5 separate regions of the Mus musculus genome follow, and regions 2, 3, 4 and 5 are each linked to region 1. Evidence: chromatin contacts called from public Hi-C and promoter capture Hi-C data. All regions are on one chromosome and are shown on one strand. The core of a region is the stretch at or near the end of the contact, and the rest is flanking DNA. Distances in the headings are between cores, read along the strand shown.

Region 1 (3,125 bases), core at 159-2,658:
CCTACGGATGACGATGTGAATAACAAAATTAGCAAGGTGAGCATGGCGTGTGTGTAAAATGCCACGTAACTATCAAGCACAGATCCATAATCAATGCTTCTCACTTTGTAGGTAATCAACACTGATATCCTTCACTACTTTTTATATGTTTGCGTACCATCTGGTAGGAGGGCAAATAAACAGACACATTATTATACTGCAGTGTGTGAGGTGATGACATGGTCTGATGAGAGATATGAGACAGGACGTGGGAGGAGCAAGGGTAGTCAGCATGTTAGCTGAGTCTCAGGCAGACACTGAATCATATACAGGAGCCACAGGAACTCAAAGCACAGTGGATTTGCATGTCAAGAAACAAAACAGATTCAGAAGAAATCTCAACCAGTTGATAAAGGGGGCAATGTCAGTTTCAATGGGAACTACCAAACCCTTGCTTTACTTTTCCTGTGTGTGTATGTGTGTATGTGTGTGTGTGAGTGTATAGAAAAAAAATCAAAGTTAAGCAGAGAAATTGATTTTTACTAACAGATGCAAAAGAAACTCTAACTCCTGTCACAAACAAATAAACTATTTTTTGCAACATCAAACAAAAGAAAAAATGGGGAGGAATGAGGAAAAAAGGAAAGAGAAAGAAAGACAGACAGACAAGACCCTTGGGCAAGAATTTTTACAATCATCCTGTTTCTAGGTCAGATTCTCTTGGTAGGAAACAAACAACAACAACAACAACAACAACAACAACAAAACCACCACCAATAACAAAAGCCCAGGCCTGGAATAAGAAGACGACGCTAGGAATGCATTCTCTACACCATCAGACTTTTAACACATGAACAGCCAGGCTAAGCAGACGTTGAAAGGAGGACTGGACTAGGGAGAATACGTTAAAAAATGACTCATAAATGAAGAATGGTGCATTCTTAGAAGGCCCCTGAGTTTACGTTAGGTAAAAGCAAAATTTAAAAGTACACAGAATGATCAAGCAATGAACCATTTTCCAGTTTTCTCCACAAGAAAACATCTCAATATGCTTTATAAAATATAATCCCATATTTTAATGTGCATAAGCAAATGAATTCTGGAATTAAAAAGAACTAAAAATCAATTCCATACAAGACAGAATGAGAGGTTGGGAATATATTTTTACAAAAAACAAATGACCTCTTTGGTTTTCTTTATCAGGTACACAGGAAGGGTGCCTTGAAATTCTAAAAATAGAACCAGGAGTGCTACTTGTGTATGTGTGTTTTAAGAACTAAAATCACCATGTAGAAAGGCATGCAGGAAGCACACTAATGTCATTAAAATATAATTGGACTTGCAGGAACAATCACTGTGCTGTGCTGTAAGGGGAGCTGTTGGCACGTGCAGAGCACAGAGCCAGCGTGAGCTCATCAGCCGGTCTCGGCAAGACCCACTTCCAGCTAGAAGCAGCCATGTTGCAATCCCTCGCATCCCTGATGCTGACAAGCTAAAGGACTTGTTTTGTCTCTGGAAATTCGTCTCTGGTGATTAAGTGCTTACAGTGAATACCGATCACATGAAAGAACAGTTCTGAAGAATCCGAATGAGTGCCCTGTGTCCTCTACCTGCAGCCCTGGCTTGTCTTTGAATCTAGATAGCGCTAGGCAGGGCGACTGCAAACTAGAATCAAGGAAGCATTCCCCACCTCCTCTACCCCACGTAACAAATATATTCCCCAACTTTTAGTAGAGGGCACAGTGTAGAGACAAGAAATCCTCTTTAACCTCTGGACTCTAAATCAAATATTATTACAATAAAGCAAATGTTTTAAAGGTTAGGAGTAATCATATGGATGAATCTGCAGCAAGAGTTTGAGAGTTAGTAACTATCTGTGTCCTCAAGTCCCAGGTTAAAAATTTACCCAAAATTGTCAGTTCTTAGGAACTGCACCTCAGATTAAAATCTTCTCACCAGGGATTCTCTAAGAATTTGCTCTTGTTTTAAATCGTAAGTGCTTGTAAAACTGCCAGCCCTGCAAAACTGGAGACCATTAAACAATATAAAGCAGTGAGTGATTAAACCCACCAAATACACACTCAAAGCAGCTTATGCTACTTTTTAATTAAAAATAAGAGATCATTGGCTAAATTCACATGTCTTAGCTATCCAGAAATTAGTAGTCTGCAAATGCAAACTGTTACCGAGAAAGGCATGCACAAAACCACACACAAGGTAAGAGGTGGACTGGATGGAGCTCTGAGTCCAAGGCCTGAAGTTGACCTAATTTACCCAGGGCATACCCAGACATCTCCAAGCTGCAGTGTGAGGACTCCATGTGGCATCATTAGCAGAGGCCTCCAAGGAGACAAGGTGTCCACCTTCTTGTCAGGCAATGCGTTAGATCACAGCATATCGAGGCACTGAGGCATGAGGTGTGTAGATGACTAGTGGAGGTGTTACTGCTATTCTTAAATACCCCTTAACCTAACCAATAAGCATTTCTTGAAATAACCATAAGCTCTTGGTGAAAGAAGCCCAGGAACTTAGGAGTTAATGGCATCACTTGAGACAGAAAGAAATTTTTTACTGCAAAGTTAGAAGTAAATAAACATTGCAGCTTTAAGTTGTTCCTACTTGTTTAAAGTCAAGAAAGGCCAGGGGGCTTAGTCAACTTCAGGCAAGGGGCCAAAACTGTGAAGATGAGATTTAAGGCTGGGATGATATCATTCACTATGAAGTCTGCTCTTTCTGAAGCATGAGAAGTTTTACTGGTGAAACCTTACCTCAACTACAGCTTTTTATTTTTAACCTCTGTTTTCTTCCCCTCTCAGGAATGATTTTCCAAATATGCTCCCTGTCTTATATGGAAAGTTTATAAATTTGCTTTCTGTATTAGACATGGTCTTACCTAAAAAGCTTGCCCTAAAGTAAAGAACCGGCACTTGGTAACTACAAGAGTATAAGACATGATACTCATGTTTAATCACTTCTGCCACCGCTGCAGGTCTCGTCACTTCAGAATCATCCATTGGTAGCTCTAAATTCTCCTGGGGGGGGAAAAAAAGCAGAGACTAAGCCAAACTGTGTATGTCAATGAATACAGAAACAACAACAAAACCCAAGTGCACACATGGAAAGAGAAGGGTGAGAGCTTCTCCTTG
Region 2 (3,125 bases), core at 191-2,690, 870 kb after region 1:
TTATGTACCCTCTGGTGAGACCACTAGACACCAGTGGATAGTTCCAATACTAAGGCCACACAGAAGGTCCTAGCAGAGCCCTGAGGAACACAAAACAGATGAACAAGAGAATAGAAAAGAGATTTGTAGGGAACAGGACATGGGAAAGGAAGGGAGGCAGATGAGAGAATTCTAAATACATTACATCCATGCATGAAACTGTCAAAGAACAAAATGAACGAACATGTCTTGTACAAGAAAAACTCATTTAAAAATTTTACTAGTTAGCAAAAAATCATATAAACAAATATATAATTATTGAGCTACTGGTAAGAGGTAAAATAAATCTAACATTCTTCAATAAAAATATTTTTCAATGTAATTTTACCTTTCTGAACTTTGGGGAGGCTGGCCTGAGCACCCTTTTAAAAGATGATGTGAAAATTTTGCTGATGGCTGTCTGAAGCATGGTGCATGGTTATTTCTGAATATTTGTTCTCATGCAACATGGCTGACATAATCATATTCTCAGATCCTTCACACAAATAGTGACTTTTGTGTTTGCTGTTACTGCCTGGGATTTTTTTTTTTTTTTTTTTGCCATGAAGAATCCTATGAATTCAGTTCTTCCTCACCAGCTAGGCTGTGGAGGAAGCAGGAAACAGGGGACAAGGGGCAAGTTCTTGGCATCCCTTGTAATGCATAAGCTGCTGAAGCTGGGAAGGGACCATCACATGAGCAAGACACAGAATTTTCATCTGACTCCGGTTACCTGTGCTGCTCAAACTTCTGGGTGCACAGTAGTCACTGGGGTTGGGATGGTGGACACTTATCGTCTGGTCCAGATGTTTGGAAAGGCAAGGAGACTGAATTGTTGTTTCAGATTTGTTTTATTTTATATGTATGCGTGTTTTGCCTGAACATATGTATGTGCACCATGCATGTGTCTAGTAATCACTAGATCTCCTAGAACTAGAGTCACTAATGGTTGTGACCCACCAAGGCAGATGCTGGGAGCCCAAACCTGGCCCTCTGTAAGAGCAGGAAGTGTTCTTAACTACTGAATTATATCTTCATCTCCAAGATTCTGCTTATAACAAACTCTGCAGTGACAAAGTTTCAGGATCAAGACATTACACTACTTTTGTTTTACCTTTAAAGCCGAAACCTTTGATGAACTCACAGGATACCATGCTATTCACAAATGAATGTAAAAATACACAATTGGTCATTGAAAAGTTTTGTTTTTAAAAGTATAGAATGTTCTTTCTAATGAAAAAGAAATATAAATCAGGAAGGGAAGGCATTTCCCCCTATTTAAATCCAGAGAGAGGATATTTATAAGTCTGGCTGATTGCGTTGCATCATAGAAAATAATTTTGGCTGCATTTCACGAGCCTCGTCTCAGTGAAGCTCATTGTCCACAAGATGGCACTGCTGGGCCACCACACTATTGGGAGGTACCAGCGCTGGATCTGTCCAGTTGTCTGGTGAACAGCAGGGGAGCAGGACCTGAGACCAGAGGAAGTCTCTGAGCCTATTTCCGAAGTCATTATTTCCACAGGATCTCCATGTCCCTCTGCTTCAAATGAATGAATCACGGGCACTGAGACAGAAACATTAGGGGGTTGAAAAGAAAAGAGGAAAAAGGAAAAACTAAGAAGAAAAATGAGGGCCCCAGGAAATATGGAGTGCCACATTTCAATCTGTCTCTTATTCTTTTGACAACAACTGTCGAGAAAGTCAATATGCAGGTGCTGGGGAAGGCAGAGCACCTGTATGGGCAGGTGGATGGGCAGATGGGCTGATGGAGGAAACAGTAGCTAAAGACACCTAGAGCACAGACTTGAGAAGGTGATGGGGAACAGAAGGGACCGGGTGATGTTCTGCTGAGACTTAGAGCAGCAGTGGAGGCTGAGACAATCTAAGCACAGCAAAGAGGCAGAAGCCAGAGAGAGCGGGTTAAAAGTCTCTAGGTGGGACTGCGCACAATGGACACTTACTCACAGTGATTGCCAAGAGAAGAACCAGGGAGATGAGGCTGACAATGACTGCCTCGGGCTTGGTGCCAGCTCACCCCATGCTAGGTGTGAGTACCATTTCAAGTGAGCAAAGTACAGAGCCTCAGATGTACAGAGCCTCTCATTCAAACTTCAAGAGGCAGCAAAAAGCAGACCCTGATCTGGACTCCTATAGTGCTGGCCACTACAGTCCTTCAGAAGGGAACAACTATGGACCCACTACTAGTAAGACTGGCTTGGGGATATGTGGAACCATGAAAGGCAGCCTGGCTTCTGGTTGAGCTAGGTTTGAAACCCTGGTGACCCCACAGGTGACCCTGCAAGGGATGGTAGGTGTTTTGCCACGCTCCTCGATGCCAGGCCCCTAACATGAGGCAGCAGCTCTCCATAGGCCTGTGGCCATCAGTCACGTAAGGGCAACGTCCCAAGCCCCTCCACAGGTAGAAAACCACAGGTCATGTAGCCTCACCACAGATCTCCATTTTAATGAGGTACCTAAAGTTCTGAAGGGCTTATCCAGTAAACTTCCCTTCCCAGACATTCCTCCCTACAAAAGGTATTTAACCTCGGGCCTGTCCTGAGAAGGTGGGGTACAGTTTTACTTATCACAACTCTCTGCCATAACAATAAATGTCTTAAAGCCATGGACTGTCTCTTTTCGTCAGGATCCTCTGTGGGGAGCAATGGAACAGGCCTTCATCTAAAGAGCCGAATGCTAATCTCTCACAGACAGTCTCTCAGCTCTCCCAACCATGGCTTCCACCAAGCCAAGCCAAGGACTCTCTCCTCTATGTGGGACCCAGCCAGAGCTCTCCTCCCCACTTTTCCTTAGGCCCTGGCTGGATCCAGCCCATGGGCCCTCACTCCATTCTCAGCTCTTCCGATGAGTCCAGCGGCGCCTAAGTGCCCAAGAGCTTGAGAACCAGATGGCCCTGGTCTCTCGGCAGGCCTGGGGACCTGCTAGCCAGCTCTGGCAGTCCCTGGGACCTCAGATTGCATTTTCCTATCCCCAGAGCTGTGTCCCATGGCTTCCCATAGTCTGATGCTTGCCTGACGCCGGTGTGGGGTCTGTGCAGTCAAAACCTTTAACCCACAGGGATAGCAGCCTATAATGTGAATGCTGCT
Region 3 (3,125 bases), core at 277-2,776, 830 kb after region 1:
GCCACCCAGAGAAGGTTAAACCTCATGTTGGGTGTGGTGGCACTTAGTTCTATGTGTATCTATCCTTCTGACATCATTGCCTTGCTTCCATGACTGAGGAACTGATGAGCTTGCGGCTACCAGGCCTCTCCAAGGAAATTCCTAAGCATCAAAGAAATTCTAAGCATGTAAACACTTATGAAGTTGTTTTTTTACACTGGCCTAAGAAATCAGCTTATCAGACACCTTATCTTCTATATTAACATCTATATACAATTCTCTGCATTTTACTGATGACATAGATGTCTAAAATTGCTGTGACAAATAAGTAACTTCTTGAAGTTGTTCTAGAGACCTGAAATGGCCAGACAAGGGCCCTATCACGTATACTCCTCTGTCCTCCACAGGCTCCAGTGTTGCCAGGATTTTTTTTTAACTAACTTCAAGGATGTGGAGATGTGCTAAGGCATCCTGGCCCCTATGAACAGCAGGCAACACTAACGCTGTGCTGTCATATTCTCAATTCTGCTTTCTAAGCAAAGAGACAAATGTCACTCTGAGATTTATTGTAAATTCATCAAGGGGAAAAAAGTTCGAATCAAATGCCTTCTAAGCCATAAGGGTTCAATAGAAAGGTAGAGCACATTGTTCCTAAGCTAACAGGAACTGTGTTCATATCTGCAGGTGTGGCAAATTTTTTACCCTTGGGTTTCTTCCAGAGTGTCTTGGGACCCCTGATCTCTAGGTCTGGATTTCAAGCCCAGCAGAAAGCATGTGATTGATTCAGGGACTAACTCCTGACTGAGGGACTCCTAAGTGTCAGGCATTGTGGTAGATAGCAGAGGCAAGAGAAGACAGTGAATAAATGCTGTGTTCTTCAGGGACTCCTAAGTTTTCTAGGAATGATGGATAAGAAACACAGCAAATGAAATAATTATATGTGGAGATTGATGCTGGAGAGGAAACAAGCAAGATATTCTTCAGGGGATCTTGCATGATGCCTACTTTCAATAAAGCTGTTCAGGCAAAGAGAACAGAGGGTCCAAGGCTGGACAGACCTGATTGGGAAACCTGCTGTTCATAGGAGCCAGGTAAGTGACACTGCACCAGGCAGAGGCATTTAGAACCATCAGAACATCTGTACCTGCTCCAACCAGGACAGGCAAGCGAGAAGACTGCCATGTTCATTCTCAAGGTCATGGAAGCCCACACCAGGGAATCCTGGGGCTTGGTGGGAAGAGCAGGCGATGTACATTATATGCGACAATTATGACTTCCTTGGCATGTTACATCTGGGTAACTTCATCTCCTTTTGCTTTTGATTTCTGTTAGTAAAATGGCCTGGCAGCCTATGCTGTGGAGGAGAAGCTGCAGAGATCCATATTAGCACCAAGAGAGGCTCATGCCTCTCCCCCAGGGTCGCAGATTCATTCAGATCATGAAACAAAACAAAAGGTTGGCAGGAAAGAGCTAAATATCAACCAAACATTATGTCTTTCACAAGTGTATAAAATCAAATCCATTTCATGCAGACATCACTCAGGGCCTGCCATGGAGACTGTTGCTAAGGACACAGTTGTCAGCCTAACATTCAGATTGGCTCTAGAGCTTTTGTGGTCTTAAATTTTTTATATTGCTTCTAAATGTTGGTTTTTAATCTTGGACCTATGCAGGAAATTAGGCCAAGCTGTTTTAGCAAAGCATTGTCATTTTGGGGGGCTTCTTGCTGTTCTTCCAATTAGTACTTTCGTGTCTCTATTCCCTACCCCACCAGGCTGCAACCTGACATCTCAGCCCACATAAACGATGCTTCCTTCTACACCAATGGGTTGTTTTGCTTTTTTGTTTTTCTCTATTGGTTCCCTGAGCACTCACAGGCTGGTTTGGGCTTCACAGTCTTTTCATCTTGCTGGTGAACTCAGCTCTCACAAGTCTCCCTTAATGTTAGGGAATCCCTGCGTGTTGTATGACCCTGGTGATGAGTATATTCTTCAAGCCCAAGAAATTCCATCTATTGGCATGACCACAGCTACCTGATCAATAAGCATCCACTCCTTACTTTATAGAATTCCAGTCACACCTCACATAAGGAGGCTGTGGTCAACACTGGTTGACAGGGATTATAGCCAAACCGCTCCAATTGTCTAGAAATGTGGTATTCCTCATAAGGTCATAATGTCATGTGACACATCACAGATATTCTTGTGGTGATCCTTTTATAAACACACTTGGGCTCCCACAAATATAAAAGCATGGCATGCACAATGATTGACAGGATGGAATACTTGGTAATACATGGCTGTTACTATTTTTTATTTGCTATAATATATTTTATCAATATTTGACTGTAAAATTACCTGCAATGCTATCAGGTGGCAGTTTCAGTTAATCTCATGTTTCCTGGTCTTTTGGTCGCATCAAGAAGCCATGTGGTCATCAACTTCTATCCCAGGGGTTCTCATTCTTCCCAATGCTGTGGCCCTTTAATATAGCTCCTCAGGTTGTGGTGACCCCAACCATAAAATTATTTTCATTGCTACCTCATAACTGTAATTTTACTACTGCTATGGATTGTAATGTAAATATCTGAGTTTTCTGATGGCCTTAGGTGACACCTCTGAAAATGTCTTTTGATCCCCAAAGGTCCATGACCCCATAGGCTGAGAACCACTACTCTAGCATCTATTCTTGTGGAAGTATTGTATGCACAAATATTGATGTTTGCACAATGAGAAATTATCTAGGGATGTAGACATCAGGCAATCTTGCCAGTTAAAGACCCATGGCTAGGCTTATATTCAGCAGTCTGCCCAATTTCAAAAGGCAGATGCTTCCTGCCTCCAAAGTGTCTCCTGCTATGGTGTCACTCATGGTGATAAGGAAGACAGGACCTTTGCCACATCCATTCCCAAGGGTGTTTCTATATCTGGCCAACCTCCTTTGCTTTGAGAATTTCTCCTCTCCTCTCTCTCCTCTCCTCTCCTCTCCTCTCCTCTCCTCTCCTCTCCTCTTTTCTTTTCTTTTCTTTTCTTTTCTTTTCTTTTCTTTTCTTTTCTTTTCTTTTCTTTTCTTCTTTTCTTCTCTCTCTCTCTCTCTCTCTCTCTCTCTCTCTCTCTTTCTTTCTTTTGTTCGCTCATTTGTTCTTT
Region 4 (3,125 bases), core at 341-2,840, 700 kb after region 1:
AACATCTTGCATACAACGCCTTTAATTGGCTTCAAAGTCACTTTTGGAGCCTGAAAATGTGATTCCTTCGGTACAGGTGCTTGCCTAACACTTGGGTGGCCCTGGGCTCACTTTTCCACCACTTCAAACACAGCCCTTGCCTGTAATCTCATACTGGGGAGGTCAGGCAAGTACAAATCCAGCCTGGGCTACATAAGCCCTTCTCTTTAAAAAAGACATTTTTATGCTTCTTATAAGATCTAACTTAATACTTCCCTGTTTTTATTTGTGCTTATATACTCTGAAACTGGCCAGATACAAAGGATCCTAAGAGCATCAACTCAGTACTTCTTTCTCTCTTCATTTATTAAATGTATATGTATTTACAGGGGAGGCCAACTCCCCAGAATTGGAGCTGGAGAGATGGATCACTGGCCAACAGCTCGCTTGGCTCTCAGTTCTGACAGCAGACAGCTCACAACTGCCTACAATTCCAGCTCATAACTGTCTATAATTCCAGCTCCAGGGCACTCCCATGCTCAGGTATGTATACCCACATACAGATAAATACATACACATACTTTAAAATAATAATTTCTAAAAAAAATCTTTAAAGACCCAGACTGTCTTTGATGCTCTCAGGCTGAGCTCGGTGGCCAGAGACCTAATGCTGAAAGTGCAGCAATATTCCCAGGCGTCAGTGAGGTCCCAGGACAGTCAGGAGGCCCTGGTTCCTGCCACCTCGTCCTGATGTTTTAGGTAGTACCAGACAAGCCACCTCACCCCTCCAGGCTTCCATTACTCCATCCTCAGATCCGAGAGCCACTGAAGGGTTTTGATCCCGTTTCCCCCAAAAGACCTGCTTTGTAAAGCCAGTGGCTGACACTCTACAAAGTATAGCACCTGCTAGCCTTGAGTGTGGGCCTCGAGTTCATATACAGTGTCCTAGATTTTTCTCCCATGAACGTTGGGGTGGGGGGACACTAGAAAACTCAGAATGTTGCCTTCTCTAGTTTTGGTGACTGATGCACTACACCCTCCAGCTCCTCGGGACGTTTGTTTTTCAGTTTGTTTGGCAGTGTAATCAGTTTCCTAACAAAATGATCTTTGGAGCCGCTGTAGTGTCCTAAGAACCTGTAGGTAGAGTTTAAACAAAGGCCGGAGCAGTAAGTGTTGCAATGTCTGTCAGGGGGAAAAAGGCCAACTACTAAACCAACCAAGCAACAAAAAACAGAAGCCAAGCTCTCTAAAACATTTCCACAGCAAAGGCTCTGCCCTCTCCGGAGAGCATGCAATCCCTTCTAAAGCTCCCTCCTCTGCCAAGGTCTTCTGATGATGACCATTGTCCTGCATTCTAGAAACACCTGTCTCTGCCCCATGCGTTTTGGAGCTAGGGCAGCGCTCCTGTTCTGCTCCGAGAGAGGCTGGCGTACTCTACTCCCTCACCCTCCTCGCCCTCCTCGCCCTCCTCGCGACAGTCCCCGGCTGACTCGTAGGACCCTGACCTCTCACCTCCTAAGCACCTGGCAGCGGGCGCGGGCAGCGCCCTTTGGAGCGGGGGCGGGCCCCAGGGGATCGGGATGGCCTGCTGCTGGCGTCTGGGGTTCTCTCAGCCAGGACGATGGAGTCGATGGTGGCGCCGGGTGAGGTGCTCATGAGCCAGGCCATCCAGCCGGCTCATGCCGACTCCCGCGGCGAGCTGAGCGCAGGGCAGCTGCTCAAGTGGATGGACACCACCGCTTGCCTGGCGGGTAGGTGCCGGCCCACGCGAGGGCACCGTCGGTCGGGGAGGGCTGCTGCTGGTGGCCAGGGAGGTGATACTGTCCGGGGATCCTGAAGGACTGGAGTGTCTGAAATTAGGGATGCGCTAGGCTGGCGTGGAAGCCAGAGAGAGCGTGGGAAAAGGAAGGAAGCAAAGTAAAGGGCAGTGTTCCCAGAGCTGAGAGCAGCCGCAGACAGGAATGACTAAGATAGCTGCTGACAGCGACCTAGACTAGTGGTTCTCACATGTTTATTTGGCTGGATTCCTTTCAACTCACAAAACAAAGTGAAGACATCCTCTCCCCGCCTCCACGCAAAGACTTTGCTATATAGATTGCGTATATCTGTACTTAACCATATTTAAAATTCTAAAGATAGAGTTTATTGACTAAGTAGAACTGAGGCTGGAAAAAGTGTTCACACTGCAAGCATGAAACCCCAATTCACTTTGTAGTCTCATAGGCGCGCGCGCGCGCGCGCGCACACACACACACACACACACACACACAAATGTGCACATGTTACTATATTTTCTTAACAAACAACTACATTATTTACTGCAACAGCAAAAGTGTTCTTGCACAACTGGTCAGAATTCATGCTTTTCATGATTTAAAAGCTTGATTGCTCCTTTGCCAGGTTCTCTTCTGTGTTCAGTTTACTACCATTTACTGTTAGGCAGGCAGGGGAAACTTGATATTCCTGAGAGAGAATGGGAGTAAGAAGGCCTGCTGGTATAATCCAGTTGCGAAGGGCTTGCCTAGCTTGCTTGAGGCCGGTGTGATTTCCATCCCAGCACTAAGCGTTGGGGGTGGTGGCACAAAATCATCTAATAAGGACTGAATGATGTCTCTCTCCATGCCATCTCTGAAGTTTGTATTTTGAAAGTGACAGCAAGTACCGTGGTGTGGCTGTGTCGTATAATCGAGGATTAAAGAGATGAGAAGAACACAACCTCATCTCAGGGCACTAAGTCTTTTAGATCTTAGAAGCACGTGACACGTGAGGCCGCAGCAAGAGCCGGCCTGCAAACCAGGAAGAGAGTTTTCACCAGTCTGGTGGACCTGACAGCCTTCAGAACTCTGAGAAACCGAATGTCTATTGTCCAAGCCACCCAGTCCATAATGCTGTGCTATGGCCACCCCAGAAAAGGCAGCTGCTCAGCATTGTTATGATTTATGATCTGACTGTGACCGACTTACGCCTAAAGATAAAAGAAAGGCCTGCTTTTAAAACCAGTGTGTTGTAATATAAATGGCTTTCTAACTAAAAGCCTAGGTTGAGCAGTACATGAATTTCCTGTGCCCATGCTGACTTCTCTCATCTTTGGACCAGTGATAGTCTTGGATACAAGCAAGCCTTGCCACGCTCCCTTCAGAAGAAAG
Region 5 (3,125 bases), core at 342-2,841, 660 kb after region 1:
AACCTTATTTACAGAATTCTCCCAATAATATGAGCCTGAGTAACCAGCCGGGCACTCCAAGGGATGACGGTGAAATGGGGGGAAATTTCTTAAATCCTTTTCAGAGTGAGAGTGTAAGTACCCCTTGACCATGTTGCTATGTACAGGTAATCTAGAGCTCTCCTACCAGAATAAATGTCAGACCTCCATTATCGCTGTGTATAAAGTGTTCAGTATGTTGATCTTCTAAAAGCCAAAAGAATCTTCAGATGCAATTTTATGAAAAAAGGGATCCTTGGGGCCTTTTTATTTATGTGCAGTTACCCAACCTACACTACGGATTTCCTCCTAGAAGACATTCATTGTCATGAATCAGATGGAAAGCAGTACCTCTGTAGTGTGAAATACCTACCTTCTCGCAAAATGTGTAGGTCACTGCAAAGTCAGATCTGTCCTTGATTTTGCCATAGTAAGACGGGCAATAATCTACATGTGTTTTGGCTTTGATGAAGTGAGGGTCACATTGGTGGTCTTGTCAGCCTGAGCTTAAAACTTGTGGCATTTTTAAAGTTTTAGGGTTATAAGTTATCTCCATAGATGTATACAGAACAAAAGGTGAAATTATAAAGTTTATTTGGCAAACAGCTTATAACCATTTATATGTGCCAGGGCAGTATATACACACTAGAAGGACTACAGAGGCAAGATGCTGCCCCGCTCAAAGAGTAATGCAGTAACATTTAACTCTTATTTCACTCCAGAAACATTCAAGGATTTCTTTTAAGTTTCCTAGATCTCCTTCTAAACCCAATGGACTCAGAATTTTTGGGAGTCAGGCTGGGCAGGGTGATGAAAAGGGCTAGTTAGGAATTTCGGGGGCTGCTCTGTGCTGGGACCACTGAGCTGGATTAGAAAACAAATGTTGCAGAGCCCAAGTGAGCTTTATCAGTGTATGACCCATGGATCTGTCAGGACAAAAGGCACACATGCTTGCCACCATGCTGTCTGACTCAGCGTTTGCCAAAGCTGCCAGGTCTGGAGGTGGACATCACGGCTAATAGCATTCGACTTTAGTGCAGAGTGATGCCCAACATGGAGTCCAGAGTTTGATGTTCTGTGGATTCCTTTGCTTCTTGGTCTCAACCTATAGTCTCCATTAGAAATGAGGCTGCCCCTGAATGTAGGCTAGAAAAAGGGTTTTTTTTTCTTCTGCTCTCTAATTTGCTTTATATGATTAGTAGGACAAAGAAGGTAGATAAAATTACATGAGATAGCCTAGCCATCAGTGAGTAAGCAAGAAAAATCAGGAGACAGCTCAGGGTTTAAGCCACATGTGAGATTACAAGAGGCATTATTTTAGGACCATGGTCTCTGTTTCCCCTGGAACAAGGACAAGCCAGTCATTTTTAATGTTCACTTTATCTAATAAAACACATTTATCTCCTTTTGTATTCCAGAGTGAGGAGCATAGCATGTGTGTCAGTCAGGAGTACAGTTCTGCTAACAGATGATCACAGGGGACTAACATGTATGCATTCTGTAGTACACTGTTGACAGCAAAGGGGTGAAGTAAACTGTGGATTAAAAATAGAGCCTTATGTAATAGAATACCACTCTGTTGAACAACTCTGACCAAACCAGAGGACAGTGTGTTAAGTGACATAAAAGACACAAAAAGCCAGCACTGAGTGGCTCACTCTGACAGAATCTGTTCAAATGCTGGTCATGATGGGCCCCTTGAACGTCCCACTTGCAACCTGAAGCACGTAGGTGGAAAACAGACAGACAAATCAAGCACTTACTAGTAACAAATCATAAAGAAATGCATTTTAAAACGGTTTTTGATGTGCACTTTCTTATAATTTATTAAACACAAGATCTAATGAAATGTTCTCTGTGTGTATGAGAGTGGATGTATGAGAGAGAGAGAGAGAGAGAGAGAGAGAGAGAGAGAGAGAGAGAGACCAAGTGTATGTTCTTTGTGTAGTTCTGGCTGTCCTAGAAATTCTGTTTGGACTAGGCTGGCCTTGAACTCACAGAGCTCTGTATGCCTTTGCCTCCGGAATGCTGTCTTGTGTGTTTTATGTAAAGAGGCTTTCGCTGAATGCTTGTTACTTCAGGACATAGAGAATCTGATTTTTTTCAGAGTTGAATGGTTTTTATTTTACAGTCATCAACATAAAAACGTATTTCACATACATATGTGATAAGAGATAGCTGGCGTAGTTTAGGACCATCTCATAAGTTGTTGGAAGTCTGTCAAAATCAGCCTGGCCTGGCCTGGCTGCCCTGAACTCAGAGGAGCTTCAGTGCCAAGTAAAACTACAGGGTGGAGTTGAAAACCAGGCTCTCTGAAGCTCCTCCTTCCCTCTCTTGCCCCAGAAGGAGAGTTCACAAAAGGGAAAAGAGCTGAGAGCAGCCAGAGACACTGCATCCCCTTCCTGGTTGATGGTTAGAGACTGAGCACAGTGGGGTGTGGCAAGGGTGATTGATGGCTACCACAGTCTAGAAAGAAGTGCTCAGTCCTAATGACTACTTGGTCCTCTGGTCTGTCCAGTAAGGAGAGTTCACCTACTGCAGCTGGTATCTTTGTCATCTGTGGCTTGCTTTCTATTACCACAGTTTTTACTGTATAAGGATGTCATACAATATGTTTGCTCAAATCTGTCCCTTCAATCCTTCCCCTCCAATTCTTTCCTGTCCCCCTCCCCCACTTCTCCCTGCCAGTTCCATGTGTTCTGTTGTGGAGTCCATTGAGTACACTTCGTGTTGCCTGTATATAAATGCCACCACACTTTTTTGTTTATTTTAAAGTAGACCAAGCAGTGAACGGAGAGAGGACAATAGAGAAAAAGATTCTGTGCTTACAAGCACGGGTTTAAGGACAAAGTAGCTATCTCCAGTGACTTTATTTGTACCTTAACTAAGAAAATGAGGAACTATTTAGTGAACTCAAAAATACCAGCTTGACAGTCCAGAGTCTGGAGTTTAAGGCACAGAACTAGACGCTTGTGTGTTTAGCAGTCTGCCCTTGGAGGCTGCCATTCTCTCCCTAGAGGTTAAACCAAAAGGCCAGAGAATGAGGAAACAACTGTTCAGTGCTTGCTGTATACTAGATAGTAACCCATTCTCTCCCGACATGCTGC

The links. Promoter capture Hi-C pulls out the DNA fragments that hold promoters and counts their contacts. A called contact is a pair of places that touch in the nucleus more often than the background predicts.
Region 2: a Hi-C map of cortical neurons shows a contact between it and region 1, with 5 times the contacts expected there. The contact joins two enhancer-like sites. A contact is called at or near these places in 2 of 484 Hi-C or Micro-C datasets (the N1E-115 cell line and cortical neurons).
Region 3: a promoter capture Hi-C map of hippocampal neurons shows a contact between it and region 1, with 2.1 times the contacts expected there. The contact joins two enhancer-like sites. A contact is called at or near these places in 3 of 39 promoter capture datasets (HPC-7-derived erythroid cells, hippocampal neurons and liver).
Region 4: a promoter capture Hi-C map of the C10 cell line shows a contact between it and region 1, with 4 times the contacts expected there. The contact joins the promoter of Acot12 here to the enhancer-like site in region 1. A contact is called at or near these places in 6 of 39 promoter capture datasets (the C10 cell line, cranial neural crest, frontonasal cranial neural crest and 2 more) and 2 of 9 other capture datasets (adipose tissue and liver).
Region 5: a Hi-C map of the N1E-115 cell line shows a contact between it and region 1, with 4 times the contacts expected there. The contact joins two enhancer-like sites. A contact is called at or near these places in 1 of 15 datasets of contacts at CTCF or cohesin (the NIH/3T3 cell line), 4 of 484 Hi-C or Micro-C datasets (the N1E-115 cell line, cerebral cortex and cortical neurons) and 1 of 115 datasets of contacts at active chromatin or transcription factors (astrocytes).

What each region holds. Positions count from the first base shown.
Region 1 is chr13:91,037,978-91,041,102 of GRCm38.p6, forward strand. It overlaps Atg10 (autophagy related 10), which reads right to left. Exons shown (of 8, transcript NM_025770.3): 4 at 2,873-3,011. Among named protein-coding and RNA genes, the nearest start is that of Gm46434, 110 kb to the left of the region's middle. Within about 2 kb of position 1,409, at least 128 of the 459 cell types and tissues checked have an H3K27ac peak or open chromatin away from gene starts, as enhancers often do. A contact at or near this core is called in the N1E-115 cell line, cortical neurons and hippocampal neurons, where this site is marked.
Region 2 is chr13:91,906,996-91,910,120 of GRCm38.p6, forward strand. All of the region lies in intron 19 of Rasgrf2 (RAS protein-specific guanine nucleotide-releasing factor 2), which reads right to left. Among named protein-coding and RNA genes, the nearest start is that of Gm46435, 16 kb to the right of the region's middle. Within about 2 kb of position 1,441, at least 17 of the 459 cell types and tissues checked have an H3K27ac peak or open chromatin away from gene starts, as enhancers often do. A contact at or near this core is called in cortical neurons, where this site is marked.
Region 3 is chr13:91,867,250-91,870,374 of GRCm38.p6, forward strand. All of the region lies in intron 1 of Ckmt2 (creatine kinase, mitochondrial 2), which reads right to left. Among named protein-coding and RNA genes, the nearest start is that of Ckmt2, 8.1 kb to the right of the region's middle. Within about 2 kb of position 1,527, at least 6 of the 459 cell types and tissues checked have an H3K27ac peak or open chromatin away from gene starts, as enhancers often do. A contact at or near this core is called in hippocampal neurons, where this site is marked.
Region 4 is chr13:91,739,931-91,743,055 of GRCm38.p6, forward strand. Acot12 (acyl-CoA thioesterase 12) reads left to right here and starts at 1,591. Exons shown (of 15, transcript NM_028790.3): 1 at 1,591-1,730. The coding sequence starts at 1,601. It overlaps 4833422C13Rik (RIKEN cDNA 4833422C13 gene), which reads right to left and starts at 1,942. Exons shown (of 2, transcript NR_015501.1): 1 at 1,492-1,942.
Region 5 is chr13:91,694,005-91,697,129 of GRCm38.p6, forward strand. Ssbp2 (single-stranded DNA binding protein 2) reads left to right here. Exons shown (of 17, transcript NM_024272.4): 16 at 15-113. Among named protein-coding and RNA genes, the nearest start is that of Gm22778, 28 kb to the right of the region's middle. Within about 2 kb of position 1,592, at least 30 of the 459 cell types and tissues checked have an H3K27ac peak or open chromatin away from gene starts, as enhancers often do. A contact at or near this core is called in the N1E-115 cell line, where this site is marked.